Regions from separate parts of the Mus musculus genome. Here all the other regions are linked to region 1. Evidence: chromatin contacts called from public HiChIP or PLAC-seq and promoter capture Hi-C data. All regions are on one chromosome and are shown on one strand. Each heading gives the region's core, a stretch centred on a gene start, on an enhancer-like site or on the middle of the called end of the contact. The rest is flanking DNA. Distances are from core to core; before and after follow the strand shown.

What was found. Promoter capture Hi-C pulls out the DNA fragments that hold promoters and counts their contacts. HiChIP or PLAC-seq counts read pairs in DNA pulled down with a chosen protein or histone mark.
Region 2: a promoter capture Hi-C map of pre-B cells shows a contact between it and region 1, with 4 times the contacts expected there. The contact joins the promoter of Rhbdd2 here to the promoter of Plod3 in region 1. A contact is called at or near these places in 2 of 39 promoter capture datasets (the C10 cell line and pre-B cells) and 1 of 484 Hi-C or Micro-C datasets (CD4 T cells).
Region 3: a promoter capture Hi-C map of pre-B cells shows a contact between it and region 1, with 2.7 times the contacts expected there. The contact joins the promoter of Bcl7b here to the promoter of Plod3 in region 1. A contact is called at or near these places in 2 of 39 promoter capture datasets (liver and pre-B cells).
Region 4: an H3K27ac HiChIP or PLAC-seq map of microglia shows a contact between it and region 1, with 7 times the contacts expected there. The contact joins the promoter of Zfp113 here to the promoter of Plod3 in region 1. A contact is called at or near these places in 3 of 39 promoter capture datasets (3T3-L1-derived adipocytes, liver and pre-B cells), 2 of 484 Hi-C or Micro-C datasets (CD8 T cells and regulatory T cells) and 3 of 115 datasets of contacts at active chromatin or transcription factors (astrocytes, embryonic forebrain and microglia).
Region 5: a contact with region 1 is called in a promoter capture Hi-C map of liver, with 5 times the contacts expected there. The contact joins the promoter of Nsun5 here to the promoter of Plod3 in region 1. A contact is called at or near these places in 3 of 39 promoter capture datasets (liver and pre-B cells).
Region 6: a contact with region 1 is called in a promoter capture Hi-C map of liver, with 2.5 times the contacts expected there. The contact joins the enhancer-like site here to the promoter of Plod3 in region 1. A contact is called at or near these places in 4 of 39 promoter capture datasets (the C10 cell line, the HPC-7 cell line and liver) and 2 of 115 datasets of contacts at active chromatin or transcription factors (large pre-B cells and pancreatic cancer cells).
Region 7: a contact with region 1 is called in a promoter capture Hi-C map of pre-B cells, with 7 times the contacts expected there. The contact joins the promoter of Pom121 here to the promoter of Plod3 in region 1. A contact is called at or near these places in 3 of 39 promoter capture datasets (liver and pre-B cells).

The regions. Positions count from the first base shown.
Region 1 is chr5:136,985,670-136,988,717 of GRCm38.p6, forward strand. Plod3 (procollagen-lysine, 2-oxoglutarate 5-dioxygenase 3) reads left to right here and starts at 1,350. Exons shown (of 19, transcript NM_011962.3): 1 at 1,350-2,134; 2 at 2,448-2,539; 3 at 2,666-2,802; 4 at 2,903-3,048. The coding sequence starts at 2,017. Znhit1 (zinc finger, HIT domain containing 1) reads right to left here and starts at 1,235. Exons shown (of 5, transcript NM_001310747.1): 1 at 1,142-1,235. The coding sequence starts at 1,163.
Region 2 is chr5:135,630,954-135,634,027 of GRCm38.p6, forward strand. Rhbdd2 (rhomboid domain containing 2) reads left to right here and starts at 1,701. Exons shown (of 4, transcript NM_146002.2): 1 at 1,701-1,965. The coding sequence starts at 1,788.
Region 3 is chr5:135,166,378-135,169,659 of GRCm38.p6, forward strand. Bcl7b (B cell CLL/lymphoma 7B) reads left to right here and starts at 1,995. Exons shown (of 6, transcript NM_009745.2): 1 at 1,995-2,221. The coding sequence starts at 2,130.
Region 4 is chr5:138,154,486-138,157,937 of GRCm38.p6, forward strand. It overlaps Zfp113 (zinc finger protein 113), which reads right to left and starts at 1,259. Exons shown (of 5, transcript NM_019747.4): 1 at 1,145-1,259.
Region 5 is chr5:135,368,618-135,371,691 of GRCm38.p6, forward strand. Nsun5 (NOL1/NOP2/Sun domain family, member 5) reads left to right here and starts at 1,336. Exons shown (of 10, transcript NM_145414.2): 1 at 1,336-1,459; 2 at 1,574-1,696; 3 at 2,624-2,798; 4 at 2,881-2,989. The coding sequence starts at 1,367.
Region 6 is chr5:135,902,799-135,905,840 of GRCm38.p6, forward strand. No RefSeq gene overlaps it. Among named protein-coding and RNA genes, the nearest start is that of Hspb1, 16 kb to the left of the region's middle. Within about 2 kb of position 1,278, at least 250 of the 459 cell types and tissues checked have an H3K27ac peak or open chromatin away from gene starts, as enhancers often do. A contact at or near this core is called in liver and pancreatic cancer cells, where this site is marked.
Region 7 is chr5:135,392,967-135,396,147 of GRCm38.p6, forward strand. Pom121 (nuclear pore membrane protein 121) reads right to left here and starts at 1,580. Exons shown (of 13, transcript NM_148932.2): 1 at 971-1,580. The coding sequence starts at 1,539.

The sequences.
Region 1 (3,048 bases), core at 100-2,599:
TTTCCTATCCCGACATTTTGTCTCCTCTCTTGCTCTCGAGGCTGCTTCTGCCTGTCCTTTTTCTTTAATTGATAGCGCTCTTTGGCCTGTCCCTTTCTCACCCCCACAACCTTCAATAGGATCTCAGGAAGCCCAGGCTGGCCTGGGATGACCTCCTGTGCACAGCCACACCAGGCTTATGTGATGCTGGGGATGGAGCAAGAGTTTTGGGCATGCTGGACAACACCCTATCAGCAGGGGCTCATCTCTGACCTCTTTTTCTTGTATTTCTATCTTTCTTCAAAAAGTGCATTTATTCTGAGTGTTTCTGTGCACATGTAGGTGTTGCAGTACACGTGCAGAGATCAGAGGACACTGTATGGAAGCCTTTTCTCCTATCATGTGGATCCTGGGGACTGAACTCAAGTAGTCAGGCTTGGCAGCAAGCAACTTTACCTACTGCATGCACCATCTCACCTGCCCATTCCTGGTGCTGGGTTTCCCATAACATGCCAGTCTCAAACCAGAACTCCCCCAAACCACAGACTTCAGGACTACAGGACACCAAGAGGCTGAGGTCCAGCCTAATTTACATAGGCAGCCTAGGCTACATTAAAAAAAGAGAGAAAGGAAGGAATGAAGTGTGTATGTTCGTGTGTGTGTGTGCACGTGTTTGTGTAGTACCCAAAGCCAAGCCCTTTGATTTCCTAAGTTTCTCTGTTCCCTCCATCCAACATCCAGAAGCTGGAGGAAAGTGGGGCGATGGTGGCGCACGCCTTTAATCCCAGCAGTGTAGAGGCAGAGGCAGGCAGATCTCTGTGAGTTCCAAGCCAGCCTAATCTACAGAGCTAGTTCCAGGACAGCCAAGGGTACGCACCCTGTCTCGAAGAAAAAAACAAAAAACAAAAAAAAAACAAAAGCAAAACAATCCAGAAGCCGAGGTGAGTACCACTGCTCATAGCACCCGGGCTTTGGAGAGACAACACATCCTCTCCATCCCCAACGTCTGCTGAAGCAAGCAGTCACAAAACACGAATTAATGGTTCCGAGACTGCCCCAACACTGAGCGAAGGTAATTGACGTGAAAAGCTAGGCGGGGAGATGTTAGGCTGAATTTGAACTTGGGAAGCACAAAAGGGCGAACCACTCAAGGCTCACATACCGGCGGGTTTCTTCTCCACCATTGGCGCAACACAGTTGACAGAAGAGCCTACTGCGCACGCGTACTAACCACCGACCCTTGCTCTGAGCACACCCCTTCCGGTGGCGTGCACACATACGCGTGCGCAGTCTTTCCCCTCCCGCTTGAAGTCATTACGTGATGTTCCCTTGGAGATCAGCAAGCTTTCGCTTTCCGCCATCTTTGATAGGGGCAAACCTAATTCCGGTCGCATTGTGGTTACCCAAAAAAAAAAATCTGAGAGCCGCCTGCAAATGGTCACTTTTTAAAAACTGGCGTGGGTGGTCTTTAGGGGAGCGCTCTTGTCCCTGTGCCCTTTGCATCCCCGGTGCGTGTCCCCGCGCTGCGGGACAGGATAGGCAGGTTCGGTGGCTTTGTTGAACCCAGACCCACGAGGATGTCCGCGCGATCCCGCCTCCGGCTTCCCGGCCCCTCCGGGCCCGTCGCCCCCGCCGCGCGCCACCCCAGGCCTTGCTGTCCTGTGTTCCTCCGGGTCAGACTTGTGGTCAAGACCCGCCCCCGCGTCGCCTGGACCCTCCTCAAAAGGTCACTTCCCCTCCCGGGGGGATTCGGTTGCTCCGGTGTGAGTCAGGCAGTGCCCAGGACCGGACCCTCGGCTCCTCCCCACCCTCCAGCCCGCGCCCGCGGGACAATCCTTGCCTTGTCTCGCCGTCTGCATCTCGGGTTTTCGGTGGCCTCGGGTTACGCCTTTTTTCCAGGGCGGAGTCCCGAGCACAGCTCCTCCTCTCAGCGGGCTCGGTTTCCCCTTTTCCCAGAATCTTCCCGGGGCGTCGGAATCCAGGCGCTCAGCTCAGCGCCGGTGCGGGCCTGGGTGTAGCCTAAGCGTGCTGCTAGCCATGGCTGCGGCAGGCCCGGAACCCCGGCTTTTGCTCCTGCTCCTGCTGCTGCTGCCGCCGCTGCCCCCCGTAACTTCTGCCTCCGATCGACCCCGGGGCGCCAATGCTGTCAACCCAGGTGAGAACCCGGGCGGCCAGTGGGCAGGGTCGACACGTCCGCCAGCCTGGAAGGGAGTGTCCAGCCTTCCCAGTGCATTAGCCTCTCATGCAGAACTTGGGGTTCCAGGCTCCCCAGACAGACAGGAACACCCCAGCCCCCATTCGTGTATGTTACTCTCACCCGACTCTTCTGGAGATCAAATGTGCTGAAAGAACTTTAGTGAAGTAATATGGAGGTGTGTGTGTGTGTGTGTGTGTCGGGGGTGATACAGAGGGATAAACACGTGGGACACTAAGCCGTGTCTTAAGTGCCAGTTCTCTGGCTATGACAGACAAATTGCTGGTGATCACTGTGGCTACGGCAGAGACAGAGGGGTACCGGCGTTTTCTGCAGTCTGCGGAGTTCTTTAACTACACTGTACGGGTGAGTGGGGGGACCCATGGGAGAAATTCCAGCGGGAGAGGGCAGGGGTCGTGGGGGTTGGTCCTGTTTCCTCATCTTGGCCAGCTGAACCTCTTCCGCTGCGTGGGGGTGGGATCTTTCCTGCAGACCCTGGGCCTGGGACAGGAGTGGCGAGGGGGTGATGTGGCTCGAACAGTTGGTGGAGGCCAGAAGGTCAGGTGGCTCAAGAAGGAAATGGAGAAATATGCAGATCAGAAAGACATGATCATCATGTTTGTGGACAGGTAAGGAGGGCTGGGGTGGAAAGAGTGGGAAACTGGTTATGGAGAGAGAAAAAGAGACTGAGGTTCCTCCTGGCTCTCGTCTTCCCCTTTTCTTGCCCAGCTACGACGTGATTCTGGCAAGCAGCCCGACAGAGCTGCTGAAGAAGTTTGTTCAGAGTGGCAGTCATCTGCTGTTCTCTGCTGAGAGCTTCTGCTGGCCTGAGTGGGGGCTGGCAGAGCAGTACCCTGAGGTGGGCATGGGGAAGC
Region 2 (3,074 bases), core at 451-2,950, 1.4 Mb before region 1:
TACATAAATATTGGGGAGGAGGAATGGGGCTGTAGTTCAGTGATAGACCTCTTAACCTTTCATGCACTAGGCTGTAGGCTGCCCAGTACTGCCAAAACTGAACATATTGAAAAAGGAATATCTTGATGTCGCCCCCTGGGACCCAGCAAACTGGGATTCAATTTCCTGACTCTTCTCACCCGCGACTTGGTCGGGAAGCTACCTCACCTGCTAAAGCACTTGTAGCTCACAAAGGATACTCTAGCTGTTCACCAGAAATAGCTTTGCTCTGCAGGAAGCGCTTTTCAAACTGCAAAAGGCTAAAGCAAAGTTTAGCAAAAGCGTCATGGCGTACGCTCATAGCGCATGTATAGTAGCTCTAGTGTCCCTTCAATTGTCTCCTTCCCCGCCTCCTCTTACTTTATCTCCAGTCCAGCTCCAGAAAGTGCTGGCTCTGTCTTCTTGGCCAATTCAGGCAGGAAGAACCAAGTTTTAATTCTTTCTTTGCTATTGAACTGTATCCCTCAGGGATCCCCATAGACTCAGTTTCCTCTTTGGCAGGACAGAGACAAACACAAGTCTGTGGGAGAATAGGGCTCCGTGGTCCTCACGACGTCATACCATTACAGTGAGAAGGACCCGGCTGAAAGCATAGTTCAGTTGGTAGCATGCTGGAGTCCCTGGGTTCGAGCCTCATTACTGCATAAACTGAGGGAGGTGGTGCACATCTAAAATCCCTGCTTTCTGGAGATGGAGACCCAGAGTTCAGAGTCAAATTTGTGTAAAAGCCAAAAGCAAGAGGAAGAAATGTTTTTCAAGACCCCTCTCCCTCAATGAGGATCTACTAGTAGTTAATGGCTGTTGGGAGGAGAGACATTTGCTCCTGAAAGCGACTTTAATGAAACTCACTGGGTCGCAAAAATTTAAAAAGAAAGAAAGAAAGAAAGAAAGAAAGAAAGAAAGAAAGAAAGAAAGAAAGGAAGGAAGAAAGAAGGAAAGAAGAGAAAAGAAAAGAAACATGGAAGCAAAAGAGAAACTAAGATGGGAAGGCAAGAGGGGGTAATGGAGCCCCGATAAAATATGATCAAAGTACATTATACACATGTAAGAAAATGCCATAATGAAACCATTACTTGGTATAATAAATATAGGTTGATTAAAATTTTTAAAGGGAGCCTTTGAGATGGCTGAGAGTAAAGGTGTTTGTGTGTGCACCTCCACACCTTCTCTCACTGAGCCAAACGCAAATAAAATCTAAAAAAAAAAAGAAAAGAAAAAAAGAAAAATAAAAAGGGCTAAAGAGATGACTCAGTGGGTAAAGGCACTGCTGCCAAGCCTGATTACCCAAGTTCTATTCCCAGGACCCAGAGGTGGAAGGAGATGATAAACTCAACCTTAAGTTTTCATCTACCCTCCACGCGCGTTGCACGCACATGCCCCTCTCTCACACTCAAACAGATGTAATCAAATGTTTTTTTGGTTTTGCTTGTTTGTTTGTTTGTTTGTTTGTTTGTTTTTAATTAAAAATCAAGAAGAAGGAAGCTGAGGTCTAGGCAAGAATACTCCTGAGGCGGCAGCCCGCACAACACCCGTAGGTAAGCTGGAACTACAACTCCCGGCCTCCTTTGGGCGGGTAAGAGCGGAGGACTCCACGGGATTGGGCCTTCCCCCACCCCCACCCCCCCATGGGGCGGTGCTTGAGGAGAGGCCAGTCTTCCGCTGTTGCCAGGGGAGACCGCCGCAAGGAGGCGGAAATTGAGGAGGGAGGCGGGGAGTACCGAGGCCGCACGCTGGAAGGGCTCGCGGCCATGGCGGCCCCGGGCCCCGCGAGTCGCTTCTGGTGCTCGTGTCCCGAGGTGCCCTCCGCCACATTCTTCACCGCCCTGCTCTCGCTGCTGGTGTCGGGCCCCCGCCTGTTCCTGCTGCAGCCGCCTCTGGCGCCCTCGGGGCTGTCTCTGCGCTCCGAGGCCCTGCGCAACTGGCAAGGTGAGAAGAGGCGGGGCGGGGATGGCGCGCTTCCTCAGCCCGCAGACTCCCCGGTCCCTGATCTCCAGCCTCACTGCCAGCCAACCCCAGACCTCCGTGCCCACCACCATTCTCCCCACTTGGAGCTCCAGCATGTCTTGTCCAAAGCCGGATCATTTCCGCCAACTCCTTCTCTACCCACAATCGCCCCCTTCCATGTTACCCCAGATCCATTCATTCTTTGATCTCGAGGGTGAACACACTTCCTAAGCCATTCACGTTTTATAAACACAAACCCCATCTGCTGACGGCCCGAGCCCCACAGGAACAAACCAAACGTTTCTCACCTTTATCGTGACAATTGTCTACTGTCAACCCAATGGATGGCTTTTCCTCTTGACTCTAGAATTTTCTGCTGCGTCTTTACCTTAATCCTGACTCCTAATCCCAGCTCACAGAAGGAGCTGGTAAAGTGTTTGTTTTCTCAGAGGAGAGAAATTTCTCAAACTAATTAAGTCTGGTAATCATCCCTTTGTAAAAGACAGGATTCTTAGTCTTTGTTTCTTCCTCATTCTTTCCTGGGAAATCCCTGTTGCTTCTAACGTTAACAGAGGCCTGCGCGTTCATTTCATGTAATCCTCGCTGTGATTTCATGACAGGCCATATTAAATTGCCTGTTTACCAGAAATTGAGGTTGAATACAGAGATTCGCAGAGCTAACACATCATAATATTGAGATAGGAGCCCCGCACTTTGTTTTTAGTATGGTGATTTAAAACTAGGGCTTTGGGTATATAATCTCCACATCTTTAGATAGAGGTATACATATGTGACACATTATTTATATGCTTGTGTGCACTCTTGTGAAAGTCAGAGGACAACCTGACCGGAGTCTTTCTCTTCTTCCCCCATGTGGGTCCTGGGAATCAAACTCGGGTCTTTGGGATTGGCAGGACCTACCTCAGCCTGTTGAGCCATCTCGTCAGCTACCTAAATCTTAGAGAGTTGTATGTAGAATTTTTTCATATTTACCAGTAAAATTTCAATTTGGGACATATCCAGCAAATAACCAAACTTCTGGAGATATTCTGATAGGATGTAATGGTTTCCTGCTTAAAGCTGAAATTTTC
Region 3 (3,282 bases), core at 745-3,244, 1.8 Mb before region 1:
CTAGCCTAAATTTCCCCAGTGCTGGGCTTACAGGTATATGCCACTAGATCCTACCTGTTTGAGAAAGGGTCTTGCTATTTAACCCAGGTTGGGCAGGTTTGGTTCCAGGCTACATGGGAAGACATTACCTCAAAAATTTTTTTCTTTTAAATTAAATTTAAAGAAGGTGGTAGAGAAACATGAACAGCAGAGGGAGTTCTTGCTGGCAATGGCTTGGATTTAGGTGGTGAGAGAAATTAAACATAGCTGTCAAGGGGTGGCCTTGTATTTGTGCTGGTTCGGGGAGCGGGTGTCCATGAACATAAGCAGTGAAGCTTAGCACACTGTTGGCCTGCCTTGCATTCTTTTCTTGTTCTTTATTTTCATCTCCGTAGCAGTGAGAACATCTTCTTCATTGTGTCCTTTGATGTAGGACATGTTTAGGTAAGCCCTGGGTTCACTTGTATTAGGTCATTTGAGTTTGATCCAGTTATTTCAACAGTAATCATTTCCCTGCATTTGTTACCTGGGCCCTTCCCCCCCGCCCCCTGCAGAAGCTGTTTAGGAATCCTTTCCCAGCAAACATGTTCAGCTGGAAGGCTGAGAGTCATGAATCAGAAGCTTCGCCAAGTTCAGGATAAGTTACACAGTCACTGGGAGACACACTCCTCTCCCTCTTCTTTGACGGGGTCTCATGCAGCCTTAAACTGGCCTCAAACTTTAAACGCAGTCAAGGATGACCTTGAACTCTTGGTTTTCCTGGAACTGCAAGTAAACCTCAAAGTTGATTCAAACAAGTCCCTCTGGGCATGCAACGTCAGCTGTGGGTCACCTCCTCCTTCTATTGGGTCTGTTATCACTGCTTTTCACTCCCCTCTTTCTTTTCTCTTTTTGTCCTTCCTCAACCCCCCAGAGAAAACCTCTGCATATCCCTGGTTGTCCTGGAATTCACTCTGTAGACCAGGCTGGCCTTGAACTCAGAAATCCACCTGCCTCTTCCGCCAGAGTGCTGGGATAAATGTGTTCATCACAGTCCCTGGTCCAGAAGTTCTTTCAAAAGAGAAATATTTATGTCCTCAGTACTTGGTCCAATGCACAGAACACAGGCAATGTTTTATCCAGAACTGAATTCCCTGACAGTGAAGTGGAATGCTAAAAGTATGAGCCAGGTGCAAAATACTCAGGAAGAGCCGCAGTGTGACCTGGATGTTGGAAAAGTAGTTGATTCAATCAGAAGAAATTTCCAGGTGGGTAGCTGAGAATTCGAAGACCAGAAGTCAAAATGAAGGAAGGTGTGATAATGACTCCGGAACACAGCTATTTAGACAATGATGACACAGATCTCCTTTTAGGTGAACATGCAGCGCATAAATAATTCCTTGAAGGGTCAGGGGTCATGGGGGATTAAAGGACTTGATAACAGCCTAAAACTCACTAGTGAAAACCAACTTCTACAAATTGTCCTCTGTGCCATATACATGTAAAGAAAAAAAAAAAAAAGAAAGAAAGAAAGAAAAAGAAAAGAAAAAAAGAAAATTCCAACCCCTTTGACCCCAGCACTTGGGAGGCAGAGGCTGGTAGATCTCTGAGTTCAAGGCCAGCCTGGTCTATAGAGTGAGTTGCAGGACAGCCAGGGCTACACAGAGAAGGAAACCCTGTCTCGGAAAAGCAAAATGAAATAAAATTTTCCGGTCAAATGCCATGGCACAGAGCACCGGAGAGGCAGAATCAGGTGGTTGTGAATTCGAGGTTGGCCTGGTCTACAGTATTGAAAATTCCCGGGCATGCATTGAAGCAGCAGGTAGGGAAAGTGGTGACTTGGAAACCTCATCCCACCACCACCCTCGCAGCCTCGCCTGGCCCACACCACGTGCGGACGACGATGGGCTCAGCCTGGCAGCAAGAGGGCAAAGGGTCTCTGGAGGCGCACAGCAGGGACGCCCCCGGGCGGGTGCGCAAGCGCGCTGAGGCCTTGAGGGCCCAAGGGGCGGGCGGGTGCGCGCGCTCCCTCGCGCACGCGCGCACGGAGGGGGGGCGACGGCCGCGGTGACGTGCTGCGGTGGCAGCGGGTGGACGGCGACGCGTGAGGCGCGTGATATCCCGCGTCTTGGGAGCACTGTCCCGGCCCCCAGCCACTCCCCGCCGCCGCCATGTCCGGCCGTTCGGTCCGGGCCGAGACCCGTAGCCGGGCTAAAGATGACATCAAGAAGGTGATGGCGGCCATCGAGAAAGTGCGGAAATGGTGAGGGGCGGGAGCGGAGGGGTTGCTGACGTGGGGTTGCGGGAAAGCCGGCGCGGAGGCTCGCCATACAGGAACAGGCAGGATGGGAACCAAGAGGCCGGCCCTGGGGGGAGGGGGCCGGAGCCAAAAAGCGAAAGGAGGGCGCGCCGGTATCGGCGTGAATTCAGAGTCCGCGTTCCCTGTAGCCAATCAGAAAGACGGTCGGCTCATGGCCCCTCCCATAGCTGTCATTAGCCGCTTCCGGCCGCTCTGCCTGGGGCGGGGCCTGGCGCTGCACAGTTGCACTTCCGGTGGAGACCTCGCGGAAATGCTGCTTGGCGGCTCCGGGTTCGGTTTCCGCTCCTGCGCAGCACAAGTGTCCGGTGATGTCCGTTGTTGCCGACTATTATACGATATAAGTGGTCGAAATTAAGCGGAAGTTTGTAAACATGGCACTTTTGGAACAGAAATTCCTGATATCTTGGATCCTTAGCCAGCCCACTCGCCATAGGTTTGCTCTTGGCGACCAAGGTACCCTGACCCTGCAAATGTTTATTGCAAACCCAGAACAATTAGCGAACAATTTAGGTCAGGATTTTATTGCTTTAAATTGTTCTGAACCAAGCCTCTGAGCCATTCACTTCACTTAACGATTTGTAATTTCCTTACTGTTTTTTGACCGGAGCTCCCTGAGGACCGCAGGCTGGCTTTAGGCTGGCAGTGATTCTTCTGCCTCAGTTTACCCAGTAGCTAAGAGGCCGCGAGAGTGGTTTGTTTGTTTTTGAATCAGTGTCCCCAATCCTTTGGCTGTCCTGGAACTCTCTTTGTAGGCCAGGGTGGCCTTGAACTCTCAAAGACCCACCTGTCTGTGTTTCCCAAGTGTTGGAAAATGTCTGCATCTTATGGCATTCCTCTGTTCCTATGTAATTCTCAAGTCTCTACCCCCTTTTGTTTTTTATTGGTAAGGAAAAGTATGTAGGCTAGAAAAATGGCTCAATGGTCAAAAGCACCTGGCTGCTCTTCCACCACATGGCCCCTAACAGCTCTTCTCCAGTCCCATGGGATACCATGTCCTCTGGCAT
Region 4 (3,452 bases), core at 9-2,508, 1.2 Mb after region 1:
GCTTGGAATTCACTGTATAGGACAAGTTGGCCTTGCTTCATTTGCCTCTGTGCTGGGATTAGATGTGAGCAAGCCAATTTGGCTAATTCCTGGAAATTCACATTAGGTCATTGTTTCTCAAACTTGTAGGTCGTGACCCCTTTGAAAGTTGAATGACTCTTTCACAGGGGTTACCTAAGACTATTGGAAAACACAGATATTTACATTACTGTTCTTATCAGTAGCAAAAAAAATACGGTTATGAAGTAGTGACAATAATAACTTTACGGTTGGGGGTCATCACATGAGAAACTGCATTAAAAGGTCATAGCATGAGGAAGGTTGAGAATTTCTGTTTTAGGTTCTACCAGTTCTGTATGATTAAGGGGTCAAAATGGGGAAATCGGGTTCAGTTTATGTCTAATATAGGTACTTAAGAAGTACGGAGGGTAAAGGAATGTGCTAGGAACTACCAGCAAAGACCATCACATACTGTCTTTTCAGTACACCCTAAGAGAGCTGAAATGGACTAAGGTTCTCTGTGTTCAACTAGGTTCTCAATGTTTTAGCCAGCTAATGCACTGGACATACTCGGCCACTTCTGCAGGGAGCCGGCCCCAGCATGTCCACGAAAAGGTATCAGTCAGTAAGCTTAAAAAAAAAAACAAAAAACAAAACAAAAAAACCCTATTCATAGCCATAGGACATGAGATCTTGGTGAGGTTACGGAGGACCCGAGTTCGCACCTCCTCCCAAGCCCTAGTTCTCACTGCGACCCAGAACTACTGTCTGGTTTTCCGATCCAATTAAGGAAAAACTTCCTTCTCCTGCCCTCACACAGAAATCGGTGTGCTGAGAGTACCAAGTTAGGGTGGCAATCTGTCATCAGTTGTTTTAAAGAGAGGGAGACCTCCGTAGCGACGCTAGGAATTTTAAACACTGGGGCTGGGGACGGTAAGAGACACAAAAGCAGACCCGGAGTCCCATTACGCGACACCCGGGATCACGCTGCGCGCCTGCAGCTAGGGTTGCGGAGCTGGACAGCGACTGCAGGAGGAAGGTGGGCCCAGAACCCCGGCGGGCCGCGGACGTGTGAACACCAACCCCCTTCCCCGGAGACCACAACTTCCACCTCACCGCGAGTCCGGGAGATGGCCCCACTCACCCTGGGGACAGGGACGTAAGACTTAGGGGGCCGGACACGAAACAGGTCCTGTTGGACCCTGTTACAGACCCACACAACGGAGAACAGAACAAAGAACGGAAACTGCCCCTCCCCATATCGTTTCCGGGTCGTCCTTTCTCACCACCCAGGACAACAAATGCCCACTTGCTCTCTCTAGGAAAATGGGAGGTCTTCATCTCTCGATGGTACGCTGATGGTGCTGTTCTCGATGGTGCTGGGAAACAAGGGCACCAGACTGCGCCACTTGCTGGCCAGGTTGGGAAGGGACGATGCGTAAGCTGAAGAAGTTGGAGGTCCAGGAAATTCAGGGCACAAGTTCTAGTGGCTCTGAGAGAGAGAGTACACCATCACCTCCATAGCAAGAGAGAGAGTACACCATCACCTCCATAGCAAATATATGAAACTTGAAGAATCCTTTAATATAAATGTGCACCATTGGCTGGTCGTGATGGCGCACGCCTTTAATCCCAGCGCTGGGGAAGCACAGTCAGGCAGATCTCTGTGAGGCCAGCCTGGCCTATGATACAAAACAAAACAAACAAACAAAAAAATAAATAAATAAAAGTGCACCATGGGTTTTGGTTTTTGTTTTGTTTTTCTGGTTTTTTTTTTTTTAAGATTTATTTTATTTATTATATGTAAGTACACTGTAGCTGTCTTCAGATACCAGAAGAGGGAGTCAGGTCTTGTTACAGATGGTTTTGAGCCACCATGTGGTTGCTGGGATTTGAACACAGGACCTCCGGAAGAGCAGTCAGTGCTCTTAACCACTGAGCCATGTCTCCAGCCCCCGTTTTTGTTTTTTTTTTTTTTTTGTTTTTTTGTTTTTTTTTTTTTACTCATCAATTTTTCTTTAATTATTTTGAACATTCTCACTAATTAAGAAAATATTTTATTTCAAAACTTCTTATAGTAGAAAAAAGGATTACCTTTTTAACATGATTTCTCCACTGCTTGATAAGTATAATAGTTATATTTTTAAAATTTGGAATTTATGTTGGTGCTAATGATATTATATCCAAAATAGCACCATGGGTTTTTTTTTAAAGCACTCAGCACTCAGTTTTTAAAAGATTTATTTTAACCAGGCAGTGGTGGTGCACGCCTTTAATCCCAGCACTTGGGAGACAGAGGCAGGTAGATTTCTGAGTTCGAGGCCAGGCTGGTCACAGAGTGAGTTCCAGACAGCCAGGGCTACATAGAGAAACCCTGTCTCAAAAAAAGCAAGACAAAAAATTATTTTAATAGATTTAATATTTATTTGAAGATTTAGTATTTTAATGAGTGTTTTTCTCCTGCATACACACACACATACACACACACCTGATTCAGATATAGGTCAGATGAAGCCATCACATCTTCTGGAACTGGAGTTACGGTAATGAGTGGCCATATGAGTGCATGGAATCTGGGTCCTCTGGAAGAGCAGCCAGTACTTTTTTTTTTTTTAAAGATTTACTTATTATTATTATTATATCTAAGTACACTGTAGCTGTCTTCAGATGCCCCAGAAGAGGGCGTCAGATCTCATTACAGATGGTTGTGAGCCACCATGTGGTTGCTGGGATTTGAACTCAGGATCTTCGAAAGAGCAGTCAGTGCTCTTAACCACTGAGCCATCTCTCCAGCCCACAGCTTTGCTTTTAGATTGCTTGACTAGCCTGGCTGAAGCCCTGGGTCCCCATCCCCAATGGTGCATAAACCAGACAATATGGTACAGTACTGTATTCCTAGCATTTGGGAGGTGGTGGCAGGAAGATCAAGGACTCAAGTTCGTTCTTCAGTACATACTGAGTTCAAAGCCAGCTTGGGCTACATGAGACACATAAGTGATTCTGCACTTACGAGCCTGACGTGGGGTACACATCTGTAATTGCAGTACTTTAGAGCCTGAAACAGAAAGATAGTCAAAAGTTTGAGGCCAGCCTCAATTGCACACTAAAACTCGGTCTCAAAACAAATGATAATAATTAACAAACACATATTTAAAATGAGCTTCCTATAAAGGCTCACATTTGGGGTTCAAGAGGTACCCTGAGACATATTGTGGTTTGGGGGTAAACAATTTATTTTAAGCATTATTAATGCTACAGAGATTGTGCTGGAAGTTGTGAAGAGATTTCAGGCCGGGAGACTAACAGGAGTAAGGAGTACTATTGCATCTTACAGGTTTTAGAGAGGTAGGTAACCCCATTCCATGTCATGAATGACTAGTCAATAGTACACGATAGAGGCACGCACTCTTATTCCAGGACTGGAGTTCATTTCCCAGTACCCATGTCTGTAC
Region 5 (3,074 bases), core at 86-2,585, 1.6 Mb before region 1:
TCTTAAGGTCTGAGCCACCTTTCTTAGGCCCAACTACCATTATTTTGATTGTCTCATGTAGTCCAGGCTGGTGTGAATTGGCTAGCCAAAGATGACCTCAAATCAATCTTTCTTCCTTTCCTTCCTTCTTTTCTTAAAAGATGTGAGAAGAGGGCATCAGATCCCCTTATAGATGGTTGTGAACCACCATGTGGTTCCTGGGAATTGAACTCAGGACCTTTGGAAAAGCAGACAGTGCTCTTAACCAGTGAGCCATCAGGAGCGTACCATCATGCCCGGTTTATACAGTGGAAGGATTGGAACCAAAGGCTTTCTGCCTGTTAGGCAAGCCCTCTATATAGATTGAGTCCCATCATTGGTCCTCCTCATCAATGTTGAGAATTGATCCCAGGGCTTTGCACATGCTAGGCAAGTGCTCTACTCCGAGGGACAATGTCTGTCGGCCCTATTAAACACCCACTTTTTTTTTTTTTTTAAACAATCTACTTTTTCCAGCGCTAGGGTCCCAGAGAGCCACATTTACTAGATGGGTGTTCAACAACTCCAAGCACACCAGTGGATTCTAGGCAGGTGCTCTACCACTGAGCCACGCCCCCAGCCCCTCCCTGGGGGATTCTAGGCAGGGACTCTACCACTGAGCCACGCCCCAGCCCCTCCCTGGGGGATTCTAGGCAGGGGCTCTACCACTGAGCCACATCCCAACCTCTCAGTGGAGGCATCAAGGCACGTGCTTTATTACTGAACCTTTCATCCGGTCACAGGGAGAGGCTGACACAGGACTGCTAGGAGAGTCTGCGTAGCCTTCTGAGTTCCAAAGTCTTAAAAAAAAAATTAAAAACTACAAAATAGCCTGGCGTGGTTGTGCACGCCTTTAATAAAAGCACTTGGGAGGCAGAGGCAGGCGGATTTCTGAGTTCGAGGCCAGCCTGGTCTCTACAGAGACAGCCAGGGGATACACAGAGAAACCCTGTCTCAAAAAAACAACAAAAACAAACAAACAAACAAAAAAAAAACCAATCCACAACAACAAACTACAAAATAGCTACACTGAATTCTAAAAAGAAAGTAGACTTTTTTCATTCTACATACAGGACCTCATTATGTAGCTCTGGCTGTCCTGTAACTACTTAGACCTAGCTGACCTTAAACTCGCAAAGATCCTTCTGCCTCTGTTTCCCGCGCGCTAGGATTAAAGGCGTGAGCCAGCCCGCTCGGATTTAGAGCCTAAGATTAATTTTTGGACGCTGAAAACGGAAAGCAGCGAACCCTTTGACTCCGGAAATCCGGTTGTACAAATTGTTGCGGCGGCCGTAAAGCCAGCCCGAGTTTTGCGACAGTGTCGTAGAGCGCTTGAGGCGGGGAGAGCATGGGGCTGTACGCGGCCGCCGCGGCGGTGCTGGCCGGCGTGGAAAGCCGCCAGGGCTCCCTCAAGGGGTTGGTGTATTCCAGCAACTTCCAGGTAGTGAGGCCGGGGGCTGGCAAGCCGGGCTGGGGAGCGGGGCTTGTCCGGGCGGGAGGGCGAGGCGAGGCGAGGCCCGCGTGGGGTGCAGCGGGTGTCCCCTGTGTCGCACAGAACCTGAAGCAGTTGTACGCTCTGGTGTGCGAGACGCAGCGCTACTCGGCCGTGCTGGACGCTGTCATCGCCAGTGCTGGGCTCCTTCGCGCCGAGAAGAAGCTGAGACCGCACCTTGCCAAGGTGAGCGGCGGCCAGAGGCTGTTACCCGTGCGTGGCTCTCACACTTCTTTCTGGGGTCCCAGTTGAGCTGGGTCAGATGTGACTCCCCTTGGAGCATTGCAGGAAGGGCTAAGTAGGACGAAGGTGCAAACTAGTAGTGGCTGAGGCTACCTACCGGACAGGGTGATGATGGCAAGGTCGGTCGGGGTCCAGAGCTCTGCTGGCGACCTGGGGGGTGGGGTAGGGTGGGGAGGGGGAGCTTCAGGCATGGGGCAGGACACGGGGTTTGCAGATGGCATTTGCTCTCGTCTCTTTACCCGCCTGCCTGGATGCCTGTCTTTTTGTAATGCTGGGAGATTGAACCCAGAGTCTCCAACAAGCCATAGAAGAGTTCTCCCACTGAGTCACACCCACAACACCTCATTGGACAGCATCACTAGACAGATGCTCTATTTTTGAGCAGTACCCCCAGCCCCTCACTGGGGGATTCTAGGCAGGTGCTTATTGCTGAGCTGCAATCCCTATTTCTTCTCTGGTGGATACTAAGCAAGCTTCCTACCCTACTGCTGAGCCACCGCCTCCGTTGCCTCCTCTTCCTTCTCCCCCTTTCGTCCTCTTCGGTCTTTAGAGACAGGCTTTCTCTGTGTCACCCAGGCTGTTCTGGAACTCACTCTGTAGATCAGGCTGACCTCGAACTTACAGAGAACCGCTTGTCTCTGCCTCTTGAGTGCTGGGATTAAAGGCACCATTACCCAGTTAGCTTGTAGTTTTCTTGCTTATGCATCTGATGTTGCTGGCATTATGGACATTTGCCCTAACATCATGCCATTAATTTCTTTTGTGATCTTGGGCAAGAGAACTCTATTGACATGACCATCTGGACAGGTACCTACTTCTCCCACTGGAGGGTTTTATGGTGTTAATAGTTTTGTGTTTTTTCCTGTCCAGGTGCTAGTGTATGAATTATTGCTGGGGAAGGGGTTTCGAGGGGGTGGAGGCCGATGGAAGGCTCTGCTGGGCCGGCACCAGGCAAGGCTCAAGGCTGAGCTGGCCCGACTCAAGGTTCATCGGGGTGTGAGCCGAAATGAGGACCTGTTGCAAGAGAGCTCCAGACCTGGCCAAGGTGACTTGGAGGCTGAGGGGCGGGAGGGGAGTGACCCTCAGAAGGCTCACCTCCCTCCCCACTTGACCACTGTGACTTCTAGCCTACCAGGTACCACGGTTCGTGCGTGTGAACACGCTCAAGACCCGCCCTGAGGATGCAATCGATTATTTCAAGAGACAAGGTTTCTCCTACCAGGGTCGGGCTTCCAGGTAAGAGCTGAACATCGTGCCCGGGTGCCTTCATTTTCCTCTGTGTCCAGGTTCTCAAGGAAGTAGGAGTCTGTTAGAGGGGAGA
Region 6 (3,042 bases), core at 28-2,527, 1.1 Mb before region 1:
CGTGGAGAAAGGAGCCCGTGCCAAGTCTGTTGAGAGACCTGAATTTAATATCTGAGGTCCACATGGTGGAAGGAGAGAACTCACTCACACATGTAAACACACACAATTCCTCCAATCCTCCTACTACTACTATGTAGCTGTCTATCTGGCTGTCCTGGAATTTGGTATGCAGACCATGCTGTCCTCGAACTCACTGTCATAAGACTGCCACTGCCTTCTGAGTGCTGGGATAAATGGCGTGCACCTCCACACCTAGCCTCATCTCCCTAATTCATGGTTAGAAAATGACAAGGGAGGAGCCGACACTCTTTTCTTCTTCTGACCTTGTTGCAAGCTGATTCCTAATTGGCCACCATTAATTTGAAATCGTAAATATCTGACCAGAGCTGGCTGGGGCCTTGAATACTACAGAGAGAAGAAACTGGCTTCTAGGTCCCCCGGACTATCATAGCCTATCATAGCCCACTACCAAAGGGCCAGCGTGTGAGGGGATGAAACTTGGCATATTGGTCATTCACCTTTGGGCTCTCCCAGAGTATGTGGACTGGAGCACAAAGATGCTGAGCCCCGGTTCCCCAGTTAAGGACACAGGAGAAATGTAGATAGATTTCTTGGGATCGGTTCGGGAAGATAATATGGAGATTAGGGACTGCAGCAAGCTTAGAGGTCAGAGAGTGGGTCACTGTTTCTATAGCAACCCTGAGGGCGAGGACCACCTGGAGCTTGATGCACCACCCTCTAAAGGAGGTTTTTACGCCCTAAAAGGCCAAAGCAGATTATTCGGTAAGGACTACAAAGGAGGAGACAAAGCGGAGTGAAGAGGACCCGGAAGCCATGATAAGCTCCGCATTAGCACTGCGGCGGGCTCGGCAGGCGAATTCCAAAGGAGGGATGCGAGACCCAGCAACAGGCCGGCCATTGGCACGGAGGCGAGATGCTGGCTTGTGATTGGCTCTTGCCACGCTCGGGCTAGAAGGCAATCTCCGTGCTGGGTGGGGCGGGGCTGAGCCGCAGCCCTGCCTAGCTTACAGCCGGGTACCTGGGCAGTCCGCAATGGCCAGAGGTAGGAGAGTGGTCACTCTTAGATGCCTGGCTCTTATGGGCACACGCAGGCAGCACAATCCTTCGTTTCAAGCCCAGGTGTTTGGGAAGGGGAACATGCAGAAACTCGGGAATGGAGATCTCAGATGGGCTGGCCTCGAGGTCGCTACTGTCATCAGGGTCTGGGCTCAAGGCTGGAAGCAAATACCCGCACTAACGGGGACAGCTGCAGAACCGGCAGTACCCACCAGGGGGAGGCAGAGGACGTCGGTGCTGGAGTCATTGAGGGTTTGGGGAAAATAGATCCCAGAAGGGAAGATTCCTGAATCCCAATCCCAGTTACCCCAACTCCAGGATCTTGTATTAACGCTCTACCTTCCTTGGCCTTTTTTCTTTCTTTCCTTTTTTGTTTCTTTTAGACAAGGTCTAACTGTATGACTCTGGCTTCAAACTCACAACATTGCTCCTAGCCGTCTTTGGAGTTCTATACTCACAGGGCCTGACAAAACTTTGAGACCCGGTCATATGCAGCCCAAGCTAGTCTGAAATGTATGGAAGTAGGCCTTGAACCCCAGAAATGTGTCTTCGTTTTGCACCTCATCTTCTCAGCATCCTCCCCCGCTTTTAACTTTGCTTTCCTTTCTTTCTGAGACTGGTTTCATGCAATCCAAGCTAGTCTTGAACATTACCTTGCAACTTTAAAAAAGATTTTGTGTGGGTGTGTTGTGTACACAGGCATATGCAGAGGCCTGAAGAGGGTGTTGGGGTATCCTCTACTGCTTACTGCCTCTTCCGGAGCCAGGCTCTTTTCCTGAACCTGGGATGTGAATTTCCTCAGGTAGGCTGGAAGGCAGCAAGCATCAGTTGTTGACGGTCCTTTGGAGCACAGGTCGCCTGGCTTGCCAGGGTGCTGGGTCCTGGTAAAAGCACGGCACACTCTTCCCAACCTAGCCTCGGCTCCAGCTCTCAATCTAGAACTCAGCCTCCAGCCTCTGAGAGTGCTAGGAATATCAGGTGTACCCCACTTCAGCAGGTGTGCCCCCACATGCACCCTGGTGGTCTTGATGTGCATGGAGTTTGTGGGTTGTTTTTGTTGTTTTTTTTTGTTTGTTTGTTTTGTGACAGGGTTTCTCTGTGTAGCCCTGTCCTGGAACTCGCTCTGTAGACCAGGCTGGCCTTGAACTCACAGATCTACCTGCTTCTGCTTCCCAAATGTTGAAACTAAAGGTGTGCACCACCACACCTGGCTCGATTTCATGTATGATAAGCAAACACTTTACCAATTTGATTGAGCTCCCTCCCAGGGCCTGTTATCCTTACCCAGCTTCATTTTGTCTTGAAACGTCTAAGAGGGGGATCCAGTCCGTGACCACGGCTTAGTCTCTGTCCAATGCCCTTATTCCCAGCACTTGGAAGGGAAAGGCATTCTGACTTCCAGACTAGAAATAAAACCTTGCGTTTTTTGTTTTGTTTTTTAAGTCAATGCACCACATATACCAATGATATGGCACCTCTAGCTTCTGCCCCCACAATAGGGTATATCATGGTGGGGCTCTGGACAACAGTTAGAATGATTAAAATTCAAAGACTGACTCAGAACAGGCTGGGCTTACCCAGCCGATAGTTGCCCAACTCTCGTTTCCTGACCGAGGGGCCAGGTTTCCACCCTTCTGCCCCCCTCCCTTACTTCACGCAGACTGAGAAGTCAGCACTGTGGAGGGACAGCAGTATTCCCAGCAGTTCTTTTGCAAGAAGAATCTTCAACTCTAGGGAACACTCCTTACACACACACACACACACACACACACTCTCTCTCTCTCTCTCTCTCTCTCTCTCTCTCTCTCTCTCTCCCACACCCACCCTTTTTGAGGCAGGGTTTCTGTGTGTAGCCCTGGCTGTTCTGGAACTCATCCTGTAGACCCAGGCTGGCCTCAAATTTAAGAGTGCTGGGATTAAAGGCAATCTTTGCCACCACTGCCTGGCTGGCTGGCAAAACCCCTT
Region 7 (3,181 bases), core at 330-2,829, 1.6 Mb before region 1:
TTTCTCCCATTTCATCCAAAGGCAGAAAATATCAGTTGCTTAATGGCTGTCTCTACCACAGACTTCATCAAATTAAGAGGGAAACTGGAAACCTTGCCCACATGGGTACTTCAGAAGAAAAGCACATGCAGTTGGGATGTGTAGGAATAGTTTTTTTTTTTTTCCTTTCCCCCAACTAACCACCAATACACAGCAAAAACCAAACATTAACAGGTATTCACCACCTCAACTAAGCAGACTTATCAAGGCCAGTGAAACGTCTTGTGAAGGAGCTTGCTGCCAAGCTGGAGACCCAAGATCAACCTCAAATTCACGTGGAAAGAGAAAAAGGACTCCAGCAAGCTATCCTCTCATCTCCCTGTGAATATGCAATTTAAAAAGAAAAAAATGCTTTTATCCAGAATCCGGGTTGAGTGTAGTGGAGCACACCGGTAATCCCAGCATTTAGTAGGTGAAGGCAGGAGGGTCAGCAATCCAAAGTCACCCTCATGAGTTCAAGGGACAGCTCAGATACATGAGATCCTGTCTCCGGGGGGGGGGGGGGGGGGAACAAAAACCCAAAGGCTGGGGAATAGGTAGAGGGCAAGCTTGCCTGCTATGACTGAAGCTGTGGGTTCTATCCCAGCACAGCATACAACCTGGTGCAAACCTGTAATCCTATCAGTGAACTCGCTCAGAAGACGAGGCAGGAGGATGAGTTCAAGGACAGGCTCAGCCAAAGAACGGGGTTGAGATTAGACAGCCTATGCCATCAAATACCCTCTCTTAAAAAAAAAAAAAAAGAAAAAGAAAAAAAATAAAGAGAAAAGAGAGTAATGGGAAAAGGGAGGGAAGGGCGTAGAGATAAAAAGAAAGGGAAAAGGCAAAGAAAAGAAAAAGGGGAGGTGAGTTAAATCCGATTTACAGGTTGAGCCCTACGTCAAATCCGCGGCCGCAGAGACCCCACCCTGGGAAGATCGCCGGGGCTTACCGGTGGGGCGGCCTCCGGGAGGGTCGCAAAAGCGGGGTGGGGAGCGCGGGGTAGACGTGGTGGACTCGCTGGACCGCCGAGGCCGGAGGCGGGGAGCGTGCGGGTGGGCGGCGCCCCGGCCTCTCCCTTGGGTCCTGCCGGAGGGCAGGCTCGGGCGGGCCGGGCTTGCCCAGGTAGCTGCCCATGAGTAAGAGCTCAGCCGGGTCGGGGCCTCCCAGCGGGCTGCGGGGTTCGCAGAGGCTACCGTTGACTGGTGACTTGGCCGGAGGCGGTGAAGCGGTGAGAGCTGGCCGCGGGTGACGGCGCGCGTCGCGCACGAAGGACGACAGGGCCCTCGGGCCGCGGGGTTCTCGGCTCAGGCCCCACCAGGCCGCGCTCGCCCCCACGGCCAGCCAGGCCAGCGCGGCCGCCGCGGGCACCAGGTAGAGCGCGAGGCCGAGCAGCGCTAGGCCGAGGGCCGCAGCACCCGCCGGTCCTCCGTAGCCGCGGGCCCGGCTCCGGCCTTCCCGTCCGCCCAACGGGGGCCGCCGCCGCTCGCCTCCGTCAGCCGCCGCAGCCGCCGGAGACATCGCGGCTCCGCGCCGCGGAGCGGACTTAAATATCCCAGGGTACACCGCGCCGCGCGCCGCCGCCGACGTCACTGTCGTCGACGCGGCGCGCCGGGTGGAAAGGGGAAACCGCCGCCGCGTGCGGAGCACGGCGCGAGAGCCCTAGTTTGAAAAATTACAGCTTAGGTAGGCGGATCGGTGCACGCCTTGCCTCTCAGAACGCGGGAGGCGGAGGCAAGAGGAGTTCCGTGAGTTTGAGTCCAGCCTGGTTCACAAAGACAGTTCCAGCGCGACATGGAGACATAAAGCCTGTCTCAAAACAGCAAAACTTAAAAAAAAAAAAAAAGAAAGAAAGAAAAGAAGAAAAGTACAGCCCGGTTTTTGACGCTGGAGGTTTCCCTGACGCTCCTGGACTGCAGAGGAGTGATGTTAGAAATCAAGGCACAGAACGGAGATGGGTGGCACGCGCCTGTAATCCCGGCATTTGGGAGGTGAAGGCAGGAGGATCCCGAGTTCTAAGTCAACCTGGGCTACTTAGTGAGACCCTCCCCGTCTAAAACAAAATAAAACCCGATCAGTCAGACCCTGTATTGGAAAAGGCCAATCAGGCCCTGTGTGGAGGCTCACTGTTTATCGCAGCGAGGTCAGTTCCAGGCCTGCTGGAGCAACACAGTGAGACCCTGTCTCAAAATAATTTTTTAAAATGTGTGTTTTGCTTGAATGTATGCTGGGATTACATTCACACCATCACATCTTACACTTGCGTGGAGGTTGAGGGTCAACGGCAAGTGTCTTTCAATCTCCTTTTTTTCTTTTCTTTGTTGTTGTTTCTCGAGACAGGGTTTCTCTGTATAGACCTGGCTGTCCTGGAACTCACTCTGTAGACCAGGCTGGCCTGGAACTCAGAAATCCACCTGCCTCTGCCTCCCAAGTGCTGGGATTAAAGGCGTGCACCACCACCGCCCAGCAAGTCTTTCTCAATTACACTGCACATTATTCTTTGACACAGGGTCTCTCACTAAACCCAGAGCTCACCAACCTGGCTAGGCTGGCTGGCCAAAAAGACCCAAAATCTTTTTGTGCCTACCTCAGTGCTTGGGATTACAGGGGCTCCTACTGTGCTCAAGCAAGCTTGCTCAGCAAGCCCTGTACCAATGGAACCATCTTCCCAGTCCATATTTCCCCCCTTTCCATCCTTCCCTCCGTTCCTCCTTTTGTTTGTTTCTTCTTTTTTTGAGGATGATAGACTGAGAGCTATTCCTCCACAATCAAGAGTAAGATAAGACTAGACTTGGGGAGGGAAGGCTAGATGGATGAGGGAGAAGCGGGGAGAGGCAGGGATTAGAGTTTAGAGACGATGCATATTGTTAATAAAACTAGCTGAACTGGTAAATGACAGTGAGTACAGTGGGCACTGGTGATAGTTAAGAAACAGGGTGGTCCTGCTCAGTGCCATTCTTAGTTTCTGAGGTGTAATCCAGTAGGGGTTTGTTGTGTATCGGCCACTAGAGGGCAGTCCCAGGCTTATCCATTAAAGCACAAACACACACAGCCTTATCTGTCCACCTTGGTTTTATGCAGTGGTTCTCAACCTTCCTAATGCTTTAACCGTTTTATTCAGTTCTTTATGTTGTGGTGACATCCCCCAACCCCCAAACTATAA